Regions from separate parts of the Rattus norvegicus genome. Here region 1 is linked to region 2. A link is a contact called in public Hi-C data. All regions are on one chromosome and are shown on one strand. The core of a region is the stretch at or near the end of the contact, and the rest is flanking DNA. Distances in the headings are between cores, read along the strand shown. Region 1 overlaps Il1rapl2 (interleukin 1 receptor accessory protein-like 2). Region 2 overlaps Il1rapl2 (interleukin 1 receptor accessory protein-like 2).

Region 1 (6,843 bases), core at 1,195-3,694, 210 kb before region 2:
AATTTAGCAAGGTTGATTAAGCTTGATGATTTATAAAATAATAAAGAGAATATACCAGAAAGTTATTGTACACAACACATCAACTAATTTATATGATTATGTTGTATGTAGATTTACTCAGAGACAACATTGTTATTCAATATTATAAAAGGTCGTCTTTCTCATAAATATCTATTCTTGAAAGTCCCCAGAAAACACACTGAAGATTTTGTACAGGTTTGGTCTTCTTTCTTAGAGTTCTTCATTTTGACTCTATGTAATGTACTCCACGAGGACTGTTAAAGGACTAAGACACCCTTAGAGAGGACAAACTTATGTTTGCTTCTGGTTTAATGTGTTGAACTGGTTATCAGTTGGTAGCCATCCAAAAGAAACGGTGAAGCAGTGTGCATAGAGTGCACATGTTGAAGAGAAGACTGTTTTGACACGAAGGAAATAAGCCTCAGGATATATGACAGAGCAGTCAGAGTAAAGAATTTCTGTTATACATTACTTAGGTGATCTATAAAGATCTATAAAATTGTGTGTCCTTCTAAAGCCATCATTTAGAGTGAAACTCTGACTACTTCTCAGTGTCCTGCTAGTTTGCTCTACATAATGATATGGCGCATGCTTTAAAGACTTTATAAATACACAAAGACCTGGGTAAATGTACATACATAACCAATCAGTTATCCCTTTGCCTCCCTCCCTCTCTCCCCATACCCCTTCTCTTTCTTTCCCTTACTCCTGGCTCTCTTTGGTCAAAACACTAGAACTGAAGCGTTTCATATAAAGGACATAAACCCCGAGAGCACCCCGTACCTAAAAGTGAAATCAATCTCCCAGCCAGGAGATTTATTAGCCAGGGTCAGTTTAAGGATATAGGTCAGTATGAAAAAATGACCTGTGTCTTGTGATGTAATTGGAGCAACTTGGATTCATTTAGTACTAGAAATGTAGTAGTTCATCTCAAGACCTTATGCCCCAGGTCAATATTACATTACTCAAAACTCCCGAGATACAACTCTATCTCTTATCAATTTATTTCAACTTCTCTTTCTCCCAATTTATAACACGTGTCTACTAATATTCTGATAGGAGGAAGCATTGTCTAATTCCTTGATATGGGAGCTACACTGAAGAAGTGACAGGGACAAACCCTGAAGTTTTTCCTCACAGTAATATTTGCAAGGAAAAAAGACAGAGCCTATCATTCATCAGTGAGGAATACACTAATTAAAAACATATTTTACATCCGTTTTTTTCTGAACCTTCAGTGTGCTCACCCTAAATCTTATGCTCACGAGTCTTCCTATAATACTGCCTAAAGCAAAACTAATATTGATAATACTCATAATATTAATATTATTACTAATATTTTACTGTGTGTATAATTATTTTAACAAACCTTGAAAGCATCTGAGCATTCCATAACCGCTTCTCAGAGAAAGCTTATTTTCGAAAAAGAAAAACTGTTTCTTTAGCCCAATTTATGCTAAAATTATAGCTGTCAGTGATTGTTGCCCTCCATTTCATTCAAGCTGTACAAACCTCTTAAGTTACTCTTAGTGGCATCTCCAGATTTTACCAGGCGTTCAAAGCTTCGCTTATTTCATGGCAAAGCAATGTAGCCTTCAGCTTTTGCATGAGTGAAGGATGAACAACATTACTTTAAATGACATGTTTTTGTCAAAGTCACTTGGGCAAAAGACAGAATGAATCTATTTGTATAAATTGTGGCTTCACTATTGAAGAAGTATAAAAATATATTGTGCTCCATTCACACCTAAAACTATGGATGCCATAAAACTCTAATAGCTTTTCACGGTAAAAAATCTAGCACATGGATAAAATGATAGCATCAATCACAACTAATTTAGCAAATATACAATTGTAGGAGTGAAAGAAGAAAGGAATTACTGGGATGATCCTCTGTCACTAAATCAAACATCCACATTATTGACTACATGAAGTGACTAAAGATTTTCAAGGTCTACGGCACAGATAATTCACAGTTGAATTTGTTTTCTAAGGGGACACTACTCGGGTTGTCATTTGGGTGAATGTTTTCTGGGTTGGTAAATGAAATTCTTTTGAAAAGTAAAACTCCAGAACTTTAAAAAAACAAACAAACAAACAAACAAACAAACAAACAAACTTGAGCCCGAATGTTTCAATTTAGTTGTGTAAAACATCACACAGTCAGGGTTTTCTTTTTTGTATCCACAAATAGTCATCCACAGAGAAAGATACCTGACAATTCTTGTTCTTAAAGCCCCAAACCATCTCTTAAGTTGGTCGTCTTTCATTTAGTAGTCGGTTAAGGTCACCAGATGTTTTTCATTACACACGATAATCTTGGATTTCAACTTCCTACCCCGTTCTCATTGATACTTTCTGTCCTCACTGAGCCTGGCTCATTTCCAGGCATACATAACACCACAGTGAGCCAGCGCAATGATCTATCCGGTGCAGCGTGATTTGTGTTCTGACCTGAACTAAAACATTTTACAGAAAGAAACCGGTCATGTTACCTGCAGGGTAGAATGTAAAGTGGGAAGTAGGATCACTTCTTATACATCCCCTTACTCCGGTTTTTCATGTTCATCAAGAGATACATTTCCAAGAAAATGGTTATGAGCATTTTTCCTGAGTCACTACAGTGAGAGCAATAGGAATCATGGTAGAGTCCGTGTAAAAACAGTGCCCAAACCATTCATGCAAAGAGAAATTAGGAATGTGGTTGGGCTTTTAGTCTCAGAAACACAGGATTTAATTAGAATCTGAAGGAAAGCAGATGCAGCTAAAAAAGAAGTGAGATCATAAACAGACAAAAGCTAGGTCAAGAGCAAAGCCAAGAACATAGTCAGAATAGGTACAATTCAAGGTCTCAAATGGCAATAGCATAGAGACAGAAGACACGTCACTAGCATGAGAGAGGACACTCTACATGAACTTGAGGACCATGTAACTTTCTTATAAGCACTCATTTGTCTTCTTTTTGTGGTTGTGAGGACTAAAGTGAGCAGAGGACTACAACAGCATATAGTACGACCACTCTCATATATATAAAAAGAAAAGAAAAACTTTAATTTTTACTGGTTGGAGTTCATCAGAAAGAAGCACATTTAACAGAAGCAAATTGGTCAGTAAAAGAAGCTCAGTCAAGTTGTCGTCACAAATGGAGATTTTAAATCTCTGTGACACTTGCCACAGCAGCATACCACCACTTCTGATTCGTGTTGATATCCTATCCTTAACTTTCTCTTAAAGTTAGTTCTGACCAAATCTTTAAACAGTTATCTCTTTGAGGTATTGTGTTTACTTGTATATTTTTTGTCTTAATTTCTTTCTAATTTAAAATCTGTGCTCTCTCTACCTGGAGTCTAGCTACTTCACCCTGTTTTCATATGTGAATGTAATCTTCCCTCTGTTCCTAACCGAAGTTACTCTTTAATTCCTGGCCCATAGCCAGTAGATATCATTTAAGCAAACCATGAACCTCCTTGTCATTGCTCAAACTTTAGTTGTTTTCTGGGTTACAGAGGCTAAGTGAAAGAAGAAATTGTTGAAAGTTAGAGGGAGACATAAAATGAACAAGAGAATGATGAAATTATGTTTATATTTAAATTTAAATTATATTTAAACAGGGAATTAATTGACTGTTTAGGTGTTACGGGAAATTGAGTTGTGTCATGTCTACTGGTTTGGAAACCATTTCTTTAATAGCTTTGCTCTTCTTCCTTATGTTTACTTTTCAACCCTAATAATAAATCTTAAGTCAGTTATTCACTTAACTTTCCTAATGAAATCAAAGTATTCTTCCTTAAAAGATCATCTAAGGTTAATGGTGATAATTAAATATTCAGCACCCCAACTCCTTTTTTACTTTCTATAATGCTTCATATTTTATTGATGTTTCCATGAAAAAAATTGAAATATATTACTTTTAAATGTATTCTTTAGTGAAATTGAGATCAGATAGATATGACACAGAATAGCATGTTCTTCTACCTGCCTCTAGCTGGGTAATAAGAGCATGTTGTGCATCTATGAATTCCTGTGTTGCAGAAACTTGTGATACCTAGAGAAGCAAAACATACAATTAACAACACATGCCTTGGGCATCAATAAAGTTCACACAGAATATCTTTGGGTGAAAATATCGACAAAATGTTCCAATTCAGACAGGTTGCATTTAGAAAGAAATGCAGCTTTAATGTATTTTGGGCTTCTTTATTACTTTTACTGTGATATTATTAAGGTGAATATATAGAGTGAATTACAAACATGCTCTCCATTACTTCTAAAGTCTAATTCACCTGTTCATTATGTCAACAGAGTGAAAAGTATGCAAGTTCTATGGTGCTCAAAACACCCAATTCTTGCACATTTTGATGGTTGTTATCGATTCTTAACAAGACAGGTTCTAGATTCACCTAGGAGAGAAGCCTCTGAAAATGCCTTGGATGGCTTGCCTAGATTTGGTCCAATGAGACAGAAGAGCCTACATTAACGGTGGTCAGCAATAATTTATGAGCTAGCTTATAGTCTGACCAGAAAGAAAGGAAAAAAGTGAGCTAAGAATTCATCTCTTGCTGCTTCCTGATCTTTGGCCAGAGGCGCCATTGAAGCTCTGCTGCTGTATCTTCTCCACCATGACAAACTATTAGTGGAGGTTTCTGTATGGGCTAGAAGGAGGACCAAAGAATTTGATAAAAGTAGGTTTGGAAAAATCAAACCCTACAGCTTATATTCTCATAATATAAGTCAAAACAAAGCCTTCGTTTCACAAATAGCTTTTGCCAGGTATTTTTATCACAGCAATGAGCCTATAACTATGTCTACATGACTATGCTTCACTTTAAGAAAGTCTCACATGCAAATAAATCTTTAAATATGGATTAACACACTTGAAGTTATAAGTTAATATACTATATCTTCCAAAAGTTCTCACTATTAAAGGAACTTATATTCAAATAAATTCAAATATAGTTGATAGTTTCTCCAAAAGTAACAATAAATTTATATAAGGAGATATTTGAAATGCACCTAGATAGTTTCAGATTTTTGATGTAGGAACTCAATCATTTAAATGATGTCTATTAGTAACAGGTTTAAATGTTAAGATATTACTTTCATTATTTCATAGGGTTTCTCTTTAGTCTGAGAATATTCAGTCTTTGGTAGGGTCACATGTATTCCCTTCTATTCATCTGTAGTGCCACACAGACTATGCTATTTTATCACACAAGCTATAAAACACAAACTTGGAAGTCCTAAGCACTTCCTTACTATTGCTATTGTTCAGGTCTTGAGAATATAGCCATTTCTAGGAGAGACTCTTACACAGGAAAGATCCTGGTATTCTGCTCTAAAAATCTTTCTGTCCTCAATAATATGATGCTCTCTGAACCACAGATACAGGAGCTGGGATGTAAATGTTTATGTGGGGACTTGTCTCCCCACTCTACAATGTCTCTACATTGTGTCTAGCTGTCATTATCTATAGTGCTCTCTATTTGCTGTGGAAGGGAAAAAACTTTTGTGGGATCCCACTCCTAGAAAAAAAGCTACAGGCATCTATTGACTTCTGGAGATGGTGAATTAGCTTCTGTCAGGGATGAGTCCTGCTTCTGGTTGTCCAAGGCCTTTTGGTCAGCCTGGAAACCGTATATACAAACAACAAAAAGTAACTCATTTGGTTCTATTTATATATACTTTGCACACAAATATGTAACAAATGTAAGAAGTTCAACTTGAAAGTGGGAGGCATGGGAGGGTTTTAAGGGAGGTTATCTGAAAAGGGCTGGAAAGGGGGAAACTGATGAAATTCCATTTCAATTAAACATTTTTTTAAAAGAAAAGGTTTAAATATATACACTTTTTTTTAGTAATGTAAAGGGGGCAGTCCTGATTCTTTCTCCAAATATATTCTTTTTCCACTGACCAATCATTTAATTTTAACACTTTTTTCTTTAACCCAGAGCTGAGGACCGAACCGAGGGCCTTGCGCTTGCTAGGCAAGTGTCCTACCACTGAGCTAAATTTCCAACCTTATTTTTTTAACAGTTTTTTTTTAATCATTCAATTTTAATCCACTATTGAGCATACATTATTTTAGATTAAAAATTAGGGACCTCTTCAAATCTATGAAAATAACACCATAGAGAAAACAAGTATGACTATTTGCAATTATTTAAACTTTGGGCAGATTAATCATCAACTAATACTCTGAAAGCTGAGAGTGGCAACTGAGTGAAGACTTAATATCTATAGCAATACTCCTGATAGACAAAAGTGAACTAAGCATGTAGTGCTAAATTCAAATTTCATTTATTTTAAATTTTGTCTAGGACTAAGTTTATATCAGAATCAATGCAAAGTAAGTATTTTGTAATATGTGTCTATGAATATGTCTAGGAGATTTACCACATTCACAAATTTATGCAACTATGATTAGAAAAAAAGATACACAATGAAAATAACATTTCTAAGGTTTTCTTCATGCTGACCTTTCAAGTCATTCTTTTTCCTCATTCTTAACTTCTTGGTAATTACCAGTCTCTTTTCTTTACATACTGTTTTGCCTTTTCCAGAATGTCATCTAAACAGAACTATAGAGTTGGGAGCATTTTTTTATTAGCTTCTTTCACTTTGTATAATATGTTTAACTTTCATTCCTACCGTCGGGGGCTTGTTCCATTATTGCCGACACACCCGTTTCTTGCCATTCATCTGTGTAAGGACATCTGTGTGTTTTTGTAGTTTGAAGAGTAAATTGAATAGTGCTGCTATAGTGTGCTACTCTTTTCATTGTAAGATATCCGGATTGTACAATTGCATGTTTAGCTTCACCTA
Region 2 (6,844 bases), core at 3,357-5,856:
ACTTCATAACATTTTATGTTATTTCCTAATAAGCGAAAAGAAGTTGTCCTTCCCTATTTTCAAAAATCATTCTGTTCTCATGTCTACCTCTAACAATATGTCTTAATAACTCCTAATGTAGTCCTCTGGCTTCTTTTAGTCATTAAGCTTGAGAATATGAAAGTCACAATCTTAAGAACCAGAAATCAGTTATAAAATTCCTTTTCAGTTCTTCTGTAGCTATGTGTCCTAGAAAGGTTCCTAACCTTAATGACTCTTGATGTCTTCACTGATAGATAGTGAAGCCAACTTTATCAACTTTTTGTCAACTGAATGAGATGAAAAAATTCATAATAACAGCTACCACTTATTATGAACCAACAATGTATCAAAGTTTATAATCCTTTAGCTGCATAACATTTATTGAATTCCTCTCCTCTTGTTAGGGACTATGAAGGGTTTGACAGCAACAGTTACTAGTTCAAGCCAGTGATCAGCAGTGACGGAAAGAAAATCCTAGTAGGAAATTTGTGTGTGCTCACCATAAAACAGTGGCAAGGACCATGTAGAAATCCTGCCTGGTAAGATTTTATTCAATAGCTAGCGTATACAGCATCATATTTTAAAACTTAATTTTTATTACAGTGTAGAATACCTATGATGCTGAATCACTACGGAAGCACCGAGTCATGTAGACGTAAGATGAGTCATATGTAGAGGTAAAAATAAGTCCTACTTTACTTGGTGTGTGTTGTGGGACATCTCCAGTATGAATTTTCTTTACCTATAAATTGGGGGCTGTTCAGGGGATGGCAAAGACAAGAAATAATGCCTTTAGGGTGACTAATAGGTCCCCAGCTTATCTAATAGTAGCTGGATTTTTAGTATTAGCTGAGTTGTATTTCTCTTGCTTTAAAGATTCAAATGTCAGCTAAATGCAGAAAGTTACCCCACATATCAACAAAATGCAAGTACAAACATCATGCTTGATATTTAGTAATTTGATGAGCTTTGGAAAAATCATGATGAATAGCTTTCTCGCCCTGTCATGATTCTAGCAACGATCTTTAACATAGGGCCCAGGCGCTGCAGTTTGCATTGATCTCCTATAGCAATCATCAGTTGTCCCATACAATTTAGTACTTCATTGTATCCTGCCCTATACACCATGCAGACAACTCCGAAATTTATATCCCTAGCCCACACTTTTCCCTGAATGCCAGACTCATATATCTAACTGTCTACTCAATGCTCTCTAGAAAGTATCTAGTAGGTATCTCAAATAATACACAGCTAACACAGAATTCTCCATTTCATGAAAATCCAGTATTTTCTATGCTATTACTAAAATAAAATAATAAAAGAACACACACACACAAATCAACATGAGAAAGTGTAGTCATTTCTATATCTGCAAAATCTTTTCAATATGTAAATTTGTAGATCTATTCACCATGCCTTTAAAGCCTCTATCATCACATGTCATCTTCTCTGAAGTATTGCATCTGCTCTGCCCCTAGATGGCCTTTTTAAACTATTCAGAATCTAACATATCAAGTAAGTAGTTTCCCAAACTCAGTCTGCTATTTTTCTGTTTTGCTGGGTTACTGGAAATGGAAATTCAAGATCTGAGCATGTAAGACAAGCACTATAACATTGAGTTATACATTCTTGAGTCTATAGTTTATATTGCCAGAATGGATGATGAGAGAGAGAGAGAGAGAGACAGAGACAGAGAGAGAGAGAGAGAGAGAGAGAGAGAGAGAGAGAGAGAGAGAGAGAGAGAGAGAATATATCTTGGCAAGTGGAGCAGTCATCTATAATCCCAATACTCCGAAGGCAGAAAGAAGAGCTCTCTAGAGAAAATTAGCTATCCAGACTCACTGGGAAATCTTCAGGTTTGTGAAGAAAACCTGCCTCAAGAAATAAAATGGATGATGATTGATAAGAACAATTTTTGAGTCTCCATATAAATGCTCACTCACATGCAAGCAAATATGTACTCATTCATGCACACTATAGAAATATTAACACAAAGAATATGAAATATGCTACATTGACCATCACAGCATTAATATTTATTCACTTGCCTAAAATGTTCTTTTCACTTTGTACTTTATGTACTAGTCAGGAGCCAAATTCAATTGAATCATAAAAATTATTTTTATATAATATTCACATTTAAAAAAATCAAGCAGTGTTTGGTTTTAGTAGAAAAGATCTAGGTCATTAAAATATAATTTTAAGTATCTACTAGTGTCTCATATGTCCCAGGCTAGCTTCAAATTTGCTATGCAGCTAAAGATGCTTTCAAGTTCAGGGATTACAGGTCTGTGCCACCATGTCTGATTTATACAGTACTGGGAATTGAACTTATGACAAACGTGCACGCTAAGCAAATATTCAACCAACTGAACTACGTTCTCAGGACACTAAAATATCTTATTATCAGAAAAAAAACTTTGGCTTCTCATACAACTCTTATGGCGGGGTTAATCATGAGCCTATGGCATCTTAACTATTGCAAATGGAAAATCACTCAGGAAGCTGATCCAAGAACAGGTGAACATTATCACTGCTGATCTCTCTTACCCCAACATAGGTAGAGCTGTCACATAGAATAGATAACCTCTGATGTGAAAGATCCAAAACACAAACTAAGCGAGTACTGTATTCTAGATGTACAAGTAAGTAGATGCCTAAGCTAGGTAAGGTTAAAGAGGTGTTGCCCAGAAAAGAATCAACATTCTTTCCATCCCGACCTATACCCACACACCTCATCACTTAGGCTGCTGCATCTGACGGTTGCCAGCTGCTCCCCCAGAACACCAGTGGAACATTGTGCTAAATCAGTGACACTTAGGTTATGAAGTATGCTTGGCACAAAAAAAAAACATGACTTATAGATTCGAACTGATGGATTATCTTCCCCTTTGACAGTGAAAAGAGGACATTTAACTGCCTTTATAAACCACTAGGGATGAACCGTAATGACATAAGGGATTGCTAGACAGGAAAGGGCCAGCCTCCTCAGCATGTTTGTCCTCGGGACTAATTTCCACCTCAGCTTTCTTTCAGCAGCCTTTCTTCTTGCCTCACACATCATTAAAATGTCTTTGCTGGCTACAAAAACTCATTTATATGAACAACAATATATTTGTGACCATCTTAATTGACAAACTATTTCACAAGATTGTGTCTCCTTGGATGGCATCATTTGGTTCTAAAGACTTATCTGTGTAGCAATTTGCTTGAGTGTTGCATAGTCTCTAGTTAACTTCTTTGTCTTCAAAATGCATCCCCTGTAACTGAAGCACTCTAGTAATAATAACCATCTATACTAGTCTACTTGTTGGACTCCATTCTTGTGATAAAATTGCTACAGTCACCTTTTCAAGCTTTCCAGAAATGACAATAATGACAGTGAAGATAGTCATTTTAAGAATATCACTGTAATTTGCCCATTAATTCCCAAATACAATTGTTGCATTTCTAATATTATTCTTCAAATCAACATGGCAAAAATATTAGTATTTTCAATAAAAGATAAAACTTTGACTCCCAGTCAAGTAAATTAAAAATTTCGGACCTATTAGATTTTGTGCTTGGATCATAATTCTCTGGCTTTGGGTCTGGAGTGTGTGTGTGTGTGTGTGTGTGTGTGTGTGTGTGTGTGTGTCTTTTCTCACAGATAAATCCTTTGTTTTATACAGTTACCTGTGTGTTTGTATGTGTATGTGTGTGTATTTAAAAGTATTTCCTCTTGATGTTTTGCTTAGCAAGAGGATTCTTTTCTTTCTCCCTATAAGAGCACTAATTCTCTTCAAACCAGATCATATCATCATGAGCTCTAGGTGTCCTATAAGCATCTAGTAGTAGAAGTGTCTCAGACTTTATAAAAACACCTGAGTTGTAGCTCCTATGGGACACTGAGAAATTTGTTTCCTGATTTTCAATTGCTATGTCTGTAAATGAAGAACAAAATGCCACACCTTTCCATGTTCTTTTCTAGGATTGAGCTCATGGTATAGAAAAGCACATAAGAAAAAAAGCACACATAGCAATGAGCACAGATCTGTAATTATATGTTGTATTTAAGTGTTACAATGAATCTCTAGAGAGCAGCAAAGTTTGGAGTATTTTAAAGAGATTTCGAAGGCAAATCTAAAGAAGGGGGAACTCCAAAGTAATTACAAATTATCTTCAGTCAGAGCCATGAAAAACCTGCCTTGAGGAGAATGGAGCGGTGACTATAAGACGAGTCTGTGGAGGTTTCACAAATCACAGAAGTACAAAGTGTATATAAACAAAGAACAGGGAGTACATGGAGCTGGCAGAAAGGGAGAGTGGAAACCAGTTATTGACATTTACTTAACACAGTTATATGCAGGAGCTCTCTAGGTAGCTTGCAAGAGAGTGCTTAAAGAGCAACATTTGAAATGAATATGGAATGAAATCTTAGCTCCATTGCTTATTAGGTGTGTCAGACACCGTAAGCCAGGATCTTACCCTTTCTAACCCCTCATTTCCTTTCTTACACTGGAGAAAAATCTCACCAATGTTAAAGGTTGTTGGGAGCTCTGACTAGGTGTGATACATAATGTCTGACTCAATAAATTGCACTTCTCTGAGTCACTCCTCCACTCCACTATCCTGAAGGCTAGTCGCTGTCCATACAATGCCCCAGCTTTCTGTTTTACAGAAGGGTTGCTTGACAGATTATTTTCTATTTGATCGAACCCATGTTCTTAAGTTAGGCAAAGCAAGGTAGATGACACTTTTACAAATAAACACACTGCACCTATGAAAAATTCATTTGTGTGGATGTCACAGTGAACACACCTAGGAATCAAAATGCAAACCCTTCCTTAAATATCCTACTGCACCACCTCCTTGACGTCAGAGAAGCCAGAGAGGAGAGTCACTGAGGACCCCTGGTGCTAGAAGAATGCCTCTAGCTGGACTTTCAAGGATGTGACTCATTTGCCAGATTCTGCTCTGTGTTCTCTAGCACATTCCCCCTCACCTCTAGTCTGTGGTCCTGCATAGCTGCCTGGGAAATCAGCCCACAAGAATGAATTCACTCATAGCCTCTGGTTTTAGAGAGAAACAAGCCTGCCTTTCTGCTGACAGGATAGTTAACCATGCTCATTTATCTCCCGGCAGGGCCTAGCAACATGACATAAACATTTTCTTAGGACAGAAACTGGTGATCCCTTTGACCCTGGCTGTCAGCATCAGGGTTAATAGATATTCTCATGTCATAGGTTAGAGCACGGTGAAGGAAATATGGAGAGAACAGATACAATAAGAGTGATGAAGGAGGAAGAGAGAAAATCACTCTTTCACCAGACACCCAACGACCTCCTTTCCATAATTCTAAGCGGGATTTCCCCCTCCCGCCAGACTCCCAAGGTCAGCAATAGGTTTGGCCTTGTTGCTAAACAGAACAACTGGCTACCTGCAGGCAAGGAACTGGAACAATCTGAGAAGAGCTTGCACAGGCCCCGGAAGAGTTGCTAGAATTCCCCACCGTCAGTCATACCTGCAAGTTACAGAATTGAAATATCTATTAAACTGCAAATAAGCTGTTTGAGAAGGAAAACATTTTGGCTCTTATCCCTTCCAAACTGCTAAACTTATTGAGGTCCTAGAGTAATAGTAGCACCAAGTAAAGATCTGAGGAGATGGCCTAAAAAAGGAGATAGGCCATCAGAGCACCTTAAAAAGCACATAAGTCAGTGTGACACTATCCAGTGTGTGCTGTGGATGTGTGTGTATGTGTGTGTGTGTGTGTGTGTGTGTGTGTGTGTGTGTGTGTGTGTGTGTGTGTGTGTGTGTATGGAGGCATGTTACTCAGGAAGAGAGGGAGAGGTTTAGAGGAATGCAATGTGGTTGGTGTAAGCCAGTTTGGGTCCTGTGATGTCTGTACCTGTGACTGGGCAAGAGAGCAGTCTATTATGAAATCCAGTCAGTTATGTGAAAGCTCTTTAATGTAGCCAAGAACTACTGACTGCTGAGGTCTTTCCCAATTAAGTCACAGAAAAGGTGCAAATGAGATCCCTTTCTGTGTGATAGTCAGGACATACGAGTTCACATCATATCACCTGGCTGTTCAGAGAGAACATGAAGGACAGAGAACAAATGGCTCTGGGGTGTTTCTTTTCAGGCTTCCCATCACTCTGCTTCAGAGCAAAGCCAAGGTAGCTATTTTATCCTGGGGCTTTGAATTCATCTGTAACACCTAAGACCAACATGCTTCATCATCTGGAATGTTCTTCTTTGTAAAGTAATCAATTTGTCAATATTCTTTCTGCAGTATTACATCCATAAAGTCTGCCCCTTCACTCTCCAGTTGGATCGACCAGTCTATTAGATGCGGTGACTGGGATGGTTACTGAGTACTTTTCTCAGCTTGTCTATTGAGTTCTCTCCAACACACTCTAGAATTTAAAGCATCCCCCTTTTCACTATTAGAGGTGGAAATAAATTCTGAGCCAGCCACATAGTGGTTTGTTTAAAAGTCCTACTGAGCATGCCAGACACAGTGAAATACTCCTTTGATCTTAGCATTCTGGAGGAAGAGCTTGGTGAACCCCTGTGAGCTTAAAGCCATCATGATCTACATAGAAAGTTTCCTGTCAGCTAGGACTACATAAGTGAAACCCTTTCGAAAACAAAAGGAAACAAAACAAAGGTCCTACTGGACAAAATTGCTTAAGGCAAGAAAAGAAATGAACGATCGCTAAATTCAATTTAGCTAACCAACATGGTTTATACGCTTCATAGAGTCCATTGCAATTCAGGAATTTCCATATAAAAATATAGACTGCTACCATTTTTTTATAAAAATTTCAGAGAACCT

What was found. Hi-C and Micro-C count contacts between places; a contact is called where the count stands out from the background.
Region 1: a Hi-C map of the Rat2 cell line shows a contact between it and region 2, with 5 times the contacts expected there. The contact joins two enhancer-like sites. A contact is called at or near these places in 2 of 12 Hi-C or Micro-C datasets (the A7r5 cell line and the Rat2 cell line).

The regions. Positions count from the first base shown.
Region 1 is chrX:106,648,407-106,655,249 of GRCr8, reverse strand. The region is part of intron 5 of Il1rapl2 (interleukin 1 receptor accessory protein-like 2); the gene reads right to left. Among named protein-coding and RNA genes, the nearest start is that of Tex13a, 260 kb to the right of the region's middle. Within about 2 kb of position 2,444, at least 1 of the 93 cell types and tissues checked has an H3K27ac peak or open chromatin away from gene starts, as enhancers often do.
Region 2 is chrX:106,445,328-106,452,171 of GRCr8, reverse strand. The region is part of intron 5 of Il1rapl2 (interleukin 1 receptor accessory protein-like 2); the gene reads right to left. Among named protein-coding and RNA genes, the nearest start is that of Tex13a, 53 kb to the right of the region's middle. Within about 2 kb of position 4,606, at least 6 of the 93 cell types and tissues checked have an H3K27ac peak or open chromatin away from gene starts, as enhancers often do.